3 separate regions of the Mus musculus genome follow, and all the other regions are linked to region 1. A link is a contact called in public Hi-C and HiChIP or PLAC-seq data. All regions are on one chromosome and are shown on one strand. The core of a region is the stretch at or near the end of the contact, and the rest is flanking DNA. Distances in the headings are between cores, read along the strand shown. Region 1 has its middle 7.7 kb from the start of Gm32330. Region 2 holds the start of Ing1 (inhibitor of growth family, member 1). Region 3 overlaps Col4a2 (collagen, type IV, alpha 2).

Region 1 (4,776 bases), core at 1,377-3,876:
TGTCTGTTTGGAAGAAGGCACCTAGGAAGTCACCACCAAGCAAGAAAGCCCTGTCTAGTTGAGTCCTTATCAAGATGCTTCCAGACCTCCAGTCAAGACAACTAACCAATATGGGAGGTCAAAAGCAAAGGAATCCAATCTGGCGAGTCCCATTTGTTTTACTGAACTTTATCTGGAGACAAATTATGAAGAAGCCAGTCTGAGCTCTTAGTGCCTTGATCTTGTCTTAATTATGATGAAGAAACAGACAGGTGCTTTACCAACTCTTCATCTCACCAGAGACCTACTCTTTGAGGGAGCTGGGTAGACTTCATCAGGATATACACTAAGCACGCCCTCCTTCCCAGCAACTGACACCTTCCACAGAGCCAGGGCTCTCTGTGGCAGGCACTAAGCATCAGCAGCCTGCTGATAATTCTCTGACAACTTCATCAGCCTCCTGGAATACAAACAGCCATAGAAATATTGACCAGTTGGATTCTCCGGCCTTCAGAGTGTGAGCTCTATGGTTGTATCCAGACACTTCTGTTCCTACAACTGAAGTAGAGATGACAGTCTCAGCACACAGCAGACATCAAGCAACAGCAAGAAGATGACACCATTTGGTGAGGTTCCTCTAGCTGTGCAGCCTCGTGGTATGAAACATAACCCTTGGCTTCCCCATTTATAACACAAGCTGGCCTTCGAGAAAGCTTAGTTCCTCAGAGTCTCTTCCATGTAAAAGAGCACTAAGGGGTTTTGTTCCTGTTTTTCTTTCAAACGTCAGAAAAGCAGACTCTGGAGTAGAGACTGAAACCTTGGGGCGTGTTCTTGAGTTTGAAATAGTAAACAAATTAAAGAATTGTTTTCAACAACCCTGTACTTCTCAGGTTGCCATGGGAACAGGGGTCAGCCTGTGGGGACTGGAGGAGTCTTTCAGAAGGGATAGACCACCTGTGGTGAAGCTAACCTTTGAAGAAAGCCGGTTTGCTCCCTGCATAAAGCCTGAAGACTACCCTGAGAGAAATCCTACTCGCCTCTGGTCTGTTCCCTAGAAGTGACATACAGCCATCATTCAAATTAATGTCTGTGCAACTATGTTTGAAATGATCAGCTGGTTGGCCGAAAAGGAGCAGCTGGTTGGGGTTTCTTCTAGCTACCAATGGCAGACAGCCTCGGCAGACTTTAAGCAGTTTTAGCAGTTAGTAATTGTTTGTACTGATTACCACATTCAGGATTCGATTCACCTATAAGGGTGTGTGACCTGCCACATTTATGATTATGGGGAGAGGACTAAATCATTAGCTTTGATAGTTCTCAGAGCTGTTTATTGTGTCTCTGGAAGGCTAAATGAATGAATGTGTCAGTGTGATGCTGGTATTGGTTGCAACTTCCCAAACATAAAGTATGCCCATTTCTTGGATCACTAACTCAAATACACTAATGCTACCACTACAGATAAACAAACAAACAAACACAGAAGTCATTCCTTGCTTTGGATTGAGATAAATACTTCTTAGAGAATTCCCTTATGTTTATGTAGCTTTCTATATTTGAATGAGACAGAGCAAAGATCTGAACAATAATATTCATGTTTACAGCTAGCCTTCTTGGATCAGTGCCCAAGTGAGGTGGCTAATAGGATCAGCTCTGCGGCCTACTGTACCTCCATGCCCTCCCTGGGGAAGCTGCACCCTGGCACCACACTGGGATCTGGAATCCAAAGAATGTGTTTGCATTTATCCCACAACTCTCCTTTACTCAGGGGTCCACCCCTGGGATTCCATTCTGGTGACTTTCAAACGTGTAATTACTCATTAGTCCGTTCCCACAGTCATGGGGAGGACTTGTTTACTGTTCAGAGAGGGTGGGGAACGGAGTCTGGGAGTCTGCGTCAGTTGAATATCATGAATAAACACACATCTGCCGTGACCACAGCGTTCCTGAGCACTGGAGATTTAGGAATCAAAGTCTATGTCTTCGTTCTTCAGCTCTGGCACTCTCGGAAATTTGCCTGTAGACCGTCCAATAGCAGCCCCTGGTCCCGCCTGCGTCTAAGGCTCCTGTCAATAAATGATGAGCTGGGTTTGTGCAGCTTGCACTTCTATGTTTCTTGAGAGACCTGGTTCTGGTTAACACAGCCCTGTACTTTGGCCACACAGAGTTCTGGTGTCTCCTCAGGAGGTGAGAAAAGATGTGCCTCCCCGTGTCACAGCTCTCCAATACAACAGAAAGAGGCTCAAATCACATGCACAGAGCACTGGGCAGTGGGGAATCTCATCTGCAATCACCACAGGGCACAGTGAGTCCCCAAACCTCACACAAGCATACTTAGTTGCTGAGAATCACCCACCGGTGGTGTATTCACTTGGTCTGGCCTTGAAATATTTAGGCCATGAAGATAGTCTATGGATTGTGTAAATGACATTTTTTTTTGTTTTTGAGACACAAGTGCACGCAGAGTTGCCAAGCCAGTCAGTAGAGTATTATCTATAAAACAAACACGCCAGAACACCTTTCCTCAAGTCCCCCTTTTACCTCCAGGCCTCAAGCACCAAATTGGAGTTCACAGTGTTACAATAAGGTCTCCCTGCAAGTACAGATCCAATGCCAAGAGGATGGAGGGAGTTGTCTAGGGAACAGAGTAGGAGGACTGGGCTTAGTGACTAAGAGTTGTATTCTGGCTGAGATGCTAATGTTCCGGTGACCTCAGCCAAGTCCTGTAAATTGTTACTATCTGCAAAGTGGAGATAATCGACAGCCCTGCCCATCCTGCAGGAAGGCCGGCAGAGACTAATTAGAGAGCTCATTTGAGATTCAAAGTACTTTGTGGCCCACAAGGAAAGTGTTGGAAGAACAAAGGAAAAAGCTTGCGCTCTGCTCCTGCAGTCTGGGGACCACACCAAAGACTCTCCCAGGAATTCATCTGTTGGAGCACCAGTGTTTGTTAATTAACTGGTATTAGGAAGTCATTGTGGCTACCAGGGGTTAATGGAAAGACTGAACTTGCTGAGATGGGTCTATAGAGGTGTAAATCGAGGCTTCCTTTGCTGAAGGAGAGGAAGGGGTCCCTAAGCTAAGCATCAGGCTGCCTGGAGTTAGACATCCAGTCTTGCAACTATCTTCTAGAAATTCCAAGCAGGTTGCATGCAATATAGACATGTTTCATTTCAATGTAATAAAAACAAAAAGAAAACAGAGCTATTATTATTTTTACTATATCTAAAACAAAATTATTTTAAGAAATAAAGAGAACAAATTCATTGAGATGCCCTCAGTAATTCTTTTGTAATTTTGGAGAAGAGTTTTATCCATGTAGGAAATGGTATGGGAGCCTGTACACAGAGGTACACATGCATATATGTGTGTACGTACACACACACACACACACACACACACACACACACACCAGCCAAATCAGTTGTCTAGCAAGAAACCAGCATGATATTCAGGGACCCTTCCAGAAGAGTTTGGAGACCACCAAAGATGAAGTGAATGGTAACTTCAGAGTGAATGAAATTGATCCCCAGAGTTTCCAAAGCATGGCTCTGTGTTGCAGGAGGAGCCCGGGGAGCAGATGGGACATTATGAGAGCCAGTGAGATGCCTGTTTTTTCATTGACACTGCCTTTTGGCAGTACAGTCCATGGAAGCCATAGGACAGAGAGAAAGGGGTGTTACTGAAGATCCAAGGACCTTGCTCCCCGACCTGTGTGCTTCCTTTCTCTCCCGAGTGGGTACCCAGATGTGTGCATAAGCAGGTGCATGAAGTCTAGATGTCTCTAGACAACCCAAGCATTCTGGTTGGATACTGCTCTACAGAGGCAAAGCATGAAACACCGCAACGGGGTTCAGAACATGTCATCCTGAAACAGATTCTTTGAACATGAAGAAATCAAGAGACAGGGAAAGTGCCTTGGTCTCCAATGTTAATCCTGGAAGCACAGAAGAAAAAGAATAAGATAATGGAGGCTCAGGAAACTCAGAGCTAGAATGCTGTCGTTGGCCAACATGGGGGTTTTACTACACTTGGTCAGTCTTGGATTCTGGGGCCTGGATTGTTGATGGAGGCTGGCAGGAGAACCCTCCTTACGAGAACATCCTTAAGGGAGATAAAGCCATCCTTCCCTTCCCTAAGCTTCCCAGATCTTTGAAGGTCTCAGAGAGCATACTAGGTAGATTCCTAAGCAATGTCTAACAGACAAAAGTCATAGGAAACATGTTGCCCCCTGGCCTCTTCCAACATAAGGGGACCACAGAAACTAGGTGCTTTCAGCAGTGCTGCTCCAAAATTGGGATTGAGAGGAGTGAGTGTGCATGGCACATGGGAATTCATTGCCACTGCACATAACATCCTCTGCACATAATGTTTACTGCACATAACGTCCACCACACATAATGCATACTACGCATAAAGTCTCCTCGAAGCCCAGGCCACTGGTTCTGCCCTCACTCCTGAGCTTTCCTGACACCCTCCTGTGGGGAGCCGCCCTCACATTCGCCGTTACAAGATGGCGCTGACATCCTGTGTTCTAAGTGGTAAACAAATAATCTGCGCATGTGCCAAGGGTAGTTCTCCACTCCATGTGCTCTGCCTTCCCCGTGACGACAACTCGGCCGATGGGCTGCAGCCAATCAGGGAGTGACACGTCCTAGGCGGAGGATAATTCTCCTTAAAAGGGATGGGGTTTCACCATTCTCTCTCTTGCTCTTGCTCTCTGGCTCCTGAAGATGTAAGCAATAAAGCTTTTGCCGCAGAAGATTCCGGTTTGTTGCGTCTTTCCTGGCAGGTCGTGAG
Region 2 (4,776 bases), core at 668-3,167, 890 kb after region 1:
CATTCATGGCCCAACGCACGCTGCGACTAAAATACCTGTTTCTTAATTGCTATTGTGCCTTTAAACTGGTTATAAGATCTGAGGAAAAGGCCACATTTCATATTCAGTTCTGTACCCCTCTCCACACTTAATTACACGTCGTGTTCTCAAGCCATGCAGTTAGCCTTTTGTGCAACTATTTTCTTCTGGCAATTACGTGGAAAAACTTCATTATTCTGGTTTTGACTAGGGCTGAAAGCAGTTGGTTCTGCTAGTAAAAACCAGCACCAGACAGCCAAGCGAACTTCCTCCTGCAGAAATGCACTGCCCTGTGCTTCAGAAGCAAACGACCCAATCTGAACGATCTAACTCAACTGACAGTCTCTGGCTGCGTTATGACCCTCCACAAGACTCTATTTAAGATATACAGCGTTGGAAATGTCGTAGATGTCACGGGGTTGCATGGAGTACTTTCACACCTGCCGAAGGGGGTAGGGCATCACAGTGTTTCCTGAACCTGTTCCAAATCCTTTCCAATTACACCCTCTAGTTCTGAAGCGGTGAGTCTTGTTCTGCCGGAGGATGAATGCCTGAGGCTGAAACACGGCAAACTCCAGATGGCTGAAGGCTGCGAGCTGACCCGGCGCAGCAGACACCGCAGGCGAGGCAGAGCGCCATCACCAGCCCTGCGCACCTGAGGCCACAGCAGCGGGTCCACCGCTCTCGCCCAGGCGGCCGAGCAAGATTGAGGACCTGGGACTCAGAGGGGCGAATAGGACAGCCGCACCACAGTCCCAGCCATACAAAGGCGCGAATGTGGCGACCACAGGCCAGGCTCCGCCCCAGGGCGGTGCCTAGGCAGGAAGAGGGCGGGACCGCCGGGGCCCGTCGCCTAGGCAACCCCTCGCTCTGCCCGGGCTTTTCAGAAAGCCCTAAATCCGGCAGCTGTGGGGGAAGGGCGGGATGGGAAGCTGAAGGTTGTGCTCCCCTGCGGGAAGCACACTGCGGTGCCCGCTGCCAACTCAGTGTGACGAGGACATGGGCAGCCTCAGATGCGGCAGGGAGGGGAAGAGCTAGTTAGGATCAGAGAAGAGCTGCTCCCGCCAGCCCGCCCACCGTAGATCTCCGCGCTGAAAAGAGCACCCCTCGGGGGCCCCTTTGTCTCCAGGCCATTCTAAACCCAGCACCGGGAGGCGACACAAAGGGACGATGGGGGCGGAAGGCGCAGGCGCGTGGAGGCGCCGAGGATGCTGGGAGTGGTGGTCCCTTTGCGTGTCGATAGCTGCCCTCCCGCGCGGGTCCGCATCCATCGCCAGGGAGCTGCGCCTGCGCGTCCACTTCCGCCTCGCTCGGCTCCGCCCGCTCGTCCCTCCTGGAAGAGGACAGCTCTCTAGTACTAGGCGTGCGGGGGGCGTTGCCGATCCCACCACACCTCCTTCTCGTCCAGATTGGCCGCAGAGGTAAGAGTCGCAAGGGGATTGGCTGACGCCGTTGCCATTTCTGTTCGGGGGCCCTATTTATACCGCGCTAGGAGGCGGGGGAATGCAGTTAACCCAGCGGAGGGTGGCTCTTCTCAGGTTAGTCGGTTTGAAGGCAGCGATCTGGAGGCTCGTCCGGCCCCGGCGTGTCTCGAGGAGCAGGCTAGCACCCCGCGGTTCCCGGCCGGCGTGCGGCTCCGCCCAGTAGGTCCGCCACCGAGTGTCAAACTCCTAGTAAAGTTTCGCGTCGCCGGTCTCCCCTGCCCAGGCGACCCCGCCGCTGTCCCCTCGGCGACCCTGGCCCCCAGCGACAATGACAGGCCACGCCCCCGCGCGGGCCGGCCTCGCGGCCCGCCGCCCCCCGGCCCGGGACGGTGAGGGGCGTGAATGCGGTGGGGGCGGGGCCGCCTCCGGGAGGAGGGGTGGCGGGGCGCATGCGCGCTGCGCGCGGGGCTGAATGTTTCCCAAGTGTTTGAAACTGGTATTTGGGTTTTCCACGTTGGACAAGTGCGGCGAGGCGGGCGGCGGAGCGCGCCCTTCCCGCAGCCGGCCCCGCTCTCTCCGCTCTCCACGCTGGTGGCGGGTGGGCGGCGGTGGCCGGCCCTCTTTGGGTGTGTGCGCGCTAGTACGCACGGCCCCCCGCGCCGCCCGCCGCCCGGGAGGGGGCCTGCACGGCCGGCGGGGTGTGCGCTTGAGCTTCGGCCGCCGCGGCCCGCGCCTGCAGGCGCCGGGGTCCCCGCGGCCCCGGAGGCGGCGCGGCAGGCGCCAGATGTAGCCGCCGGCCAGCCCGGCCGGAGCGGCGGGGGGGCGCGGAAGGGCGAGAGAGCTTTGCATTTTGCAGTGCTGTTTGAGGGGGGCGGGGGGTGGAGGAAGCGGAAAGCCGCCGAATCGCCGGGGACCTCCGGGGTGAACCATGTTGAGTCCTGCCAACGGGGAGCAGATCCACCTGGTGAACTATGTGGAGGATTACCTGGACTCAATCGAGTCACTGCCTTTCGACCTGCAGAGGAACGTCTCGCTGATGCGGGAGATCGACGCCAAATACCAAGGTACGGCGGGTGATGGATGGGCGGGGGCGGCCGCGTCCATCCCTGGGTCCCGGCGGCGAGGCTGACCGGTCCTGCTGGAGCCGGAGCGCCCGGTAGCGTCCTCGGAGGGCTAGGAACAAAAGGTCTGGAGCGCCTTTGATACGCCGAGGTCCTTGTGTACCGAGCTCCGGGACATGGAGAAGGAAGGAGCGCGAACGGCTGGCTGCAAGGCTGCGCGACCAAAGCGCTCTTTGTAGTGAAGTGATGAGGCGGTGCTGCGGGGGAGGGGGCGCGGGGCTCGGCCGCGTCCTCGGGGAGGGGGTGAAGGCGGCCGCGCGAGGTGGAGTGCTATGCGGGCGCCGCGGCCGTAGGGCGCGGGCACCGGGCTAGAGAGAGGGCTGCGGGCCGTACTCCGGCGGAGCTGAGTGCGGGTCCGGAGAGTCGCCGCCTCCCGCCAGGTTCTGGTTCTAAGTGTTACATAAAGTACTGGGCAGTCCTGACTCGGGGTCGCGCGATCGCCCAGGCCCTGCTCTCCTGGGCCCTCTCTTGGCTCTGGACAGGGCTCCGGGCCGACTGCGAGGGGCGCCGGCGCGGTGTGTCTTGGGGAGGAAGAGGGTGAAAGGGAGGATCGCAGCCGACTAGGTGTACGACTGCGCTGCGATCGGTGGACGCGAGCTGGGCTCTGGCTGGAGAGGAGCGGGGCAGGTGAGGGACCTGCAGCCCACCCGAAGACCCGGGCTGCCCAGAGTGGCGAAGAGGCGGAGCCTGCGTGCCCGCCGGGAACTGTTGGCTGTTGGGGAAACTTTGCTGTGAGGTCAGGGGGCTCTGTTTTGAACGTGGATGGCCGCTCGGAGTTTACTCTTGTTTACAGAACTGCGCAGCAGGGAAACGGAAGAGTTGGGGGTGGTGGAGGGCCACTGCCCAGCACTGCATACAGAGACTTGCTGGGGAAAGCGCCCCTGCGCGCTCTATCCGAGATGCAGCTTCGCAGCTCGGTTTATAGGAGAATCATTAGCATATTGCGGAACGTTCCGCCTCTGCGGCCCTTTGATTGGTCGCAACATCCCCCGTGGAATGTCCTTATCATTGTGCTACAGAGTCATTGGGGGGCGGGCAGTATGGGGGCGGGCTTTGCTCGGGACTCGCTCCAGTCTGTGTTTCCGCTGTCTGCTTTTTTTTTTTTTTTTTTCCTCTGGTAGAGGGCCGGGCGGAGAGAGGAGGTGAGTTGATTTGAATGTCTTCGGGTCGCCCGTCCTCTGGCCTTGGGTTGGCTCCTGTCGCTGCTGGGGCGGGCCACCGTCGCTGGCTCTGCGCGCTGATTGGTGTACCTCCTGGTCTCCGCCCTCAGCGTCGTCGACTCACATAGGCTTCGGGCGGGGCGGGGCAGGGCGGGGCGCGCTTCCTGAGTCTCGTAGGCTGGAGTGGATCGCGGCCACTTTCCGGCTGCGAGGCTATGGCGGCGGTGGCCTCCGGGAGGATGCTGCGCTTACCTTCTCTGCTCTGGCTCCCCGCGGGAGCCTCTGATCGCTTGTCGCGTTTCCGGTAGGCTTGAATGAGCGGGAGTGCCTCTGTCGGGACTGCGGGTCTGTGTGTCCCGTGCTGTCCTCCTGCGGGCTCGTGTGTCCGAATGGCTCTAGAATATTCAAGTCCTTGCTCAGAACTACTGTTGGCAGACCGAGTTTTTGACGGCCGCCTTAGTGCTTCAGATGTAGAAGAGTTCGAAAGGAGGGTCTATGTTTTGGTTGTTGTAAATGGAGTTTGTTGCTTGAATTACTTTTCAAATATTATAGAAAATACCCCCAGGAAGCAATGCCTCTTTCTTAAGCGCAACCTTATATAAAGTTAAAGTGGCTTAAAGTAATTGGACAGATTAGATGGAACTGCAGGCCCATTTAGTCACTACCTTTATCCTTGTTGGTACTGAATGGTGGCCCAGCAGCAGGCTGAGGCTGAGCTGACAGGTGCCTCCCTGTGTGGAAGTAGTGCTGTCCTTGTTTGTTGCTTTTACCAACATTTTTGTTTTTATCAAATATTTTACGTAGGGTAACTAAAAATCTGTGTTATTGTGTGAGCTCCACAATAGCTTCTGGTAAGTTTTTGATGGCATTTTTCTCCACAAGCTTCACCTGGATTAAGGCAGGAAGAAGCAGTCATTTTCATTTAAATTAGCAACGGGAAGAATTACTCTTTTACAAAATACCAGTATAATCTTTGAAACATTGCTGGGTGTGATGGCAGGAGCCAGAGATCCCGGTTGGAGACAGGACCGGCTCTGATTGTATGCCATTTAA
Region 3 (4,776 bases), core at 1,527-4,026, 730 kb after region 1:
CACATCCAACCCCCAGTTCCTACTGTGGTGTCAGGAAGATCAGAAGTTCAGTCATCCATTGCTACAGGGTGAGTTTGAGGCCACCCTGAGCTACACAAAACACTGTCTCCAAGGAAGAAGGAAGGGGGGGGTTGTCATGCCTCCTGAGTCATTCTCTGGATTGCAGAAGGATGTCACTGGGTCTCCTGTCTGCATAACTGATCCATGCATTAGCTTCCCACAGACTGAGATGGGAGGTAGAGCTCCTATGGTCTGTGTTTATTCAGGATACGTGTTCAGTGACATCAGAAGGGTCATCCTAGATGAGAATCCGAGGGAGGAAGTGCAGAGACACCAGACTCACTTACAGAACCGTAGTCCTGTAAGCTTAGCCTCTTAATCACTGTCCAGAAGACACGCTTAACCTGAAGGCTGCGACAGTGTCATAGGAGAGGGGGGTACCCCAAGGACCACCTCAAGGACTGGCAGGTCTTATCTTAGGACTCCTCCCAAAGAGTAGATCCTTCTAAAGGTGCAAGGAAGAAAGGCTGTGTGTGATGTTGTGTGATCTGATGTGGACTGTCTGCCTTTGACCTTCCCAGAATTGAACGTCAACGGTTAGGGCTGGAGTGTAGCCCAGTGGCAAAATACTTGCTTAACATATACAAGGATGTGGGTTCTGACTCCAGCAAGGGGTGGGACTGGGACTGGGAATGTGGCTCCATTGGTAGCTTGTTTCCCTAGCATGCACAAGGCCCTGTGTTGGGTTCCCAGCACTGCAGAAACTGGGCATGGGGCTCATACTTGTAATCCCAGGGCGGGTAGATGCTGGAGGATTAGAAGCCCAAGATCATTCTTGGCTAGGTAACAATTTGAGACTAGTCTGAGCTAGAAACCCTGTCTAAAAAAATAAGAGCAAACCAAATATACTAACAAAGCCCTTCAGAGGCCACATGGGTATGAGATAAAAGAGACAGAGAACTCCAGAGCTGTTCCAGAAGCGTCCTTAGGCCCTTTAGGGCTGCAGTCAGCACCTCCCTGGTGAGGTGAGGTCTCTTGGTAGGAGGTATTCTCAAGCTTTTCTTTCCAAGTGCCATTCATGTGCCTTATGGTGGCTCCTCCACCTCCCAGCACGGAGTTCTGGCCATTCAAAGACCACAACATCCTGCCTTCTCAGATAGGGTGTGGTGGTCAAGTGACATGAACAGTCATCACCGATGCCTCGGCCACCCACAGACTTTCCTCCCAGTCCATCGTCTGTGGTCCATCTCCTAGCCTCTCCACCTCAGAAGTCACTTTTATACCCTTTTATCTTGTCCCTAATCCATATCGCCACCAGCTCTGTTCTGTTCTGCTCTTCTTCCCCCATACCTGTCCTGCCTTGCCTGGCTTCACACCTGAGTCCCTTTCTACAGGAGCATGCCCCAGGCTGCCAGTGGGTTTCCAGAACCACATGGCCATCTCCGGTGAGAGCTCACTCTCTCGGAATGTACAAGGCTGGTTGGCCACACCCCCCACCTCAGTTTCCCTCAGAGAATGAGCATAGTGACAATATGTGTCCTGAGTTTTACAGGAATTAAAATCTAATGTGTTAACAAAGGTGGAAATGGCTCTTAGCAAAGATCCAAGGCTGTTAGGTATGTGCTGACTCAGTCCTGGGGAGGAATTCATTCTAATGTCACTTGAAGTCATTGTTGCAAGTGCTGTCAGGGTAAGCATGGGAGCAGGCTCCCAGTGTCAGTAGTTGGCATACTTTACTTTAACAAGATTAAAAGACAGATTATGAGTTATTGACTTAATTACTCTAAGAGAAGTGGGGTATGATAGCCCCTTGGACTAACTGGAATTAGGCAATCACAGTTTTCCTTGGGATTATCCCCAAGGGAGGTTAACAAATAAGGGACTTGCCCTCTGTTCCCTAGAGCTGAGTCATGTGACCCTGGAAAGACTCAAAACTTTCAAGCCAGAGGACAGGTTTCCTAACTTCGCCTGCAGGCTGAGAATGACTGCCACCTGGTGTTGGCTACTGGAACTGCACTATTATCCCCCTTGGCCCTGTTCCTTCCACCAGGAATGTTGATTTCATTTCAAATTTTCAAAACTGAGATATCCAGTAAACATTAAAATTATTTCCTTTTTAGGCTTTTACAGACTTCTGTCAATACACACCCCTTTTCCTCTACAACTTTTGACCCCCTGTGAACCACAGCGGTCCCACTAAGGTCCTACCCATTGCTAAGCATGTTCAAGTTCAGCTCAGTCATGCTTAAAGCAGCCAGGTTCAGACATTACCGGCCTGAGCTTTCTGGAGGAGGAACACCCAGCATTCCAGAGCCTGCCTCACCCGCGCCTTGGCTGCCCACGATATTTCATTATCTAATCAGATGCTGAGCAGGGTCTGATACTCAGGCCTCCTTCCATGAGCCTGGGTGGTCTCCTTGATGACTTCATCATGAGGGCCCGGGGAGCATTCTGTCTGCTGTGTAGACAGAGAAGCCAAACCCTCTAAGGAGCCAACAATCAGCAGTTCCCCGGGGCAGTGCAGGGCTAAGACAAGACTTTCCTGAATGGCTCCAGGGGACTACAGAACTGAATGGGGCTGGGACAGTAAGGGTGGCAGCCTTCTCTGAAGGGCAGCGCCCCCTCGGTTGAACCTCAGAAACTGTGATGTTACTATAGTGGTCTTCAAAGGGGTTCAGGCTAAGGATGTAGCTCAGTGGCGAAGCTCTTACCTCGCACACGCCAGACTCTGGGCTCAAGCCTCAAAAACCACAAAAAAAAAAAAAAAAAAAAAAAAAAAAAACAGAAGGAAAGTGTTCTAAAAATAGAACTAGGGGTGAATTGGGAGGACTGTGAGTGAGGCAGAGCCAGATATGTGAGCAGCCAGCCATTCGGCAGACGGTTTGTGGAGCAAGAGGTGAGAGCCAGATGCTGGGAACTGCTTAGGAGAGACGATTAAGGGAGCCGGGCCACCAGGCCACCACTGTAGGCTCACAAGTGTCAGGCATCAGCAGGAGGTTTAATAGGAGCCTGACAGGGAGTCCCTCCTCTAGTTCAGGACAGACTTGGCTAGTTTAGAGCCTTTTTATTTTCAGCAGAATTTGGAGGATCAAACTTTTTAATCTTCTCCACTATTTTGTTTGGTGGTGTGTGTGTGTGTGTATGTGTGTGTGTGTGTGTCTAAGAAATTTTTTACAAGCCCAAAGTCTCAGTGTTTTCTTCTACCCGTTTTGCAGGTGGGAGCTGCGGATTGGTTTAGCTTTATTATTTCTCTCTCTCTCATTTGAGTCTGAGCCACTACAAGTGGATGTCCCTGAGTTGGGTCCTGGGAGTAAAAGCTGAATGTCTGCTTCAACGTGTGTGGATTTAATTAATTAACTAATCAATTGTGGGGGAGGGGCTCACGTGTGCCTTTGTGTGTGTATGGAGGTCAGAGGACAACTTTTGGGCATCAGTTCTCTCCCTCCCCCATGTGCGTCCCGGGTCCGGAACTCAGACCATCCATCTTCAGAGCAATCTCCTCTACCAGCTGAGCCATCTCACCAAGCCAGACGCCATTTGCTTTTTAACCACAATCTGTTAAATAGCTTTGGAAAGTAGCTCTCAGTCTCTTGTGTCACGTACTGTTAGGTGGGTACTCTCTCGTTTCCCTTGCAGGTGACATAACACGTCCACACACGTGAACCGTCACCCTCATGAACAGTAGACAGTTCCAAATCCTAGGGCACAGAACACGTGTCCTGGATCCTGAAGGAGCCCTTTCTGCCATCATGGACATCTTGTGAATTCGCCAGTGTATGCCATCAGCTTGCAGAAATTCATTAGGACTTAGGAATTCCCCAGGATCGTCAAGAGTCGTGGTCTACTGCCCTCAGAGGAAGGGAGAGTCTGCAAGGGGCTGGGGAGGGTAGGAGGGTCTGGGGCTGGTGCCCATGAAAGGTGAGGCAGGAAGAGTCGGTTTAGGAAGGAGAGGGGATTTCCTACCATTCATCCTTTGCGTCACTGGGAGTCTATTCTGCTCTACCCGGAAAGGCTGCAGCCAGATTGAACATCCTGGTGTGCAGGGGCCGGTTCTGTCCTTGGGGGTGGGTGTTTGGGCTTATCTGGCCTTTGTCCAAAATGTCCTGTCGCCTCTGCCTGCACACGTTCTGATGACACTTGGCCCCTTTTCCAGATGTAAACTTTTCCAAATTCGGGAGCATTCTCAGGAGCCTGGAATTCTAAGCACACCTCTTACTTAGCCATATAACTTAATAACATTGGCTTTGATTGGCCTTGCCGTCCACCAAAAATGACTTGTGACCAGGTACACACCAGGTGTGACTCCAGAAAGGGAATGATGGGGGGTCAAGCGGACAAATCCCTTATCCCATTTATTCTGTCTTCTAGGGATGTTTAATTAAAGTTAATGTTTAGCTGACATAATGGGGGTGTTTGTTTGTTTGTTTTTGGCTCTGCTTGACTCAATGAGCCAGACCTGTCTCTGAGCTAGAACTTAGTCCTAAGTTTCTTATTTTAAAGATAACTGTCTTCTCCCTTAAGGGCCATGTGGAGGGAAGTGTGGGACATGCTGTTATTCCGACAGCAATGCACACAAGAACCTAGGAATTGTGTGAGACAGAGATTCAGGGTTCCGGAGCCATGCCAGGGACAATGTACTTCTAGTAAATTCAGCATGAAGTTAGAATGATTCCACACGGAGACGCAGAGCGGAAAGAGGTGATCCAGGAGCCAGGCAGGCAGCCCGCAATGCTGGGCTTTTCTGAGCCCAGTTATGGCTCCTCCCGACTGGTACTC

Evidence for each region. Hi-C and Micro-C count contacts between places; a contact is called where the count stands out from the background. HiChIP or PLAC-seq counts read pairs in DNA pulled down with a chosen protein or histone mark.
Region 2: a Hi-C map of extraembryonic endoderm stem cells shows a contact between it and region 1, with 4 times the contacts expected there. The contact joins the promoter of Ing1 here to the enhancer-like site in region 1. A contact is called at or near these places in 1 of 484 Hi-C or Micro-C datasets (extraembryonic endoderm stem cells) and 1 of 115 datasets of contacts at active chromatin or transcription factors (epiblast stem cells).
Region 3: a contact with region 1 is called in an H3K27ac HiChIP or PLAC-seq map of extraembryonic endoderm stem cells. The contact joins two enhancer-like sites. A contact is called at or near these places in 4 of 115 datasets of contacts at active chromatin or transcription factors (embryonic stem cells, extraembryonic endoderm stem cells and pancreatic cancer cells).

What each region holds. Positions count from the first base shown.
Region 1 is chr8:10,663,320-10,668,095 of GRCm38.p6, forward strand. No RefSeq gene overlaps it. Among named protein-coding and RNA genes, the nearest start is that of Gm32330, 7.7 kb to the right of the region's middle. Within about 2 kb of position 2,627, at least 121 of the 459 cell types and tissues checked have an H3K27ac peak or open chromatin away from gene starts, as enhancers often do. A contact at or near this core is called in epiblast stem cells, extraembryonic endoderm stem cells and pancreatic cancer cells, where this site is marked.
Region 2 is chr8:11,554,540-11,559,315 of GRCm38.p6, forward strand. It overlaps Ing1 (inhibitor of growth family, member 1), which reads left to right and starts at 1,918. Exons shown (of 2, transcript NM_011919.5): 1 at 1,918-2,506. The coding sequence starts at 2,371.
Region 3 is chr8:11,390,990-11,395,765 of GRCm38.p6, forward strand. All of the region lies in intron 4 of Col4a2 (collagen, type IV, alpha 2), which reads left to right. Among named protein-coding and RNA genes, the nearest start is that of Gm46030, 53 kb to the left of the region's middle. Within about 2 kb of position 2,777, at least 141 of the 459 cell types and tissues checked have an H3K27ac peak or open chromatin away from gene starts, as enhancers often do. A contact at or near this core is called in extraembryonic endoderm stem cells and pancreatic cancer cells, where this site is marked.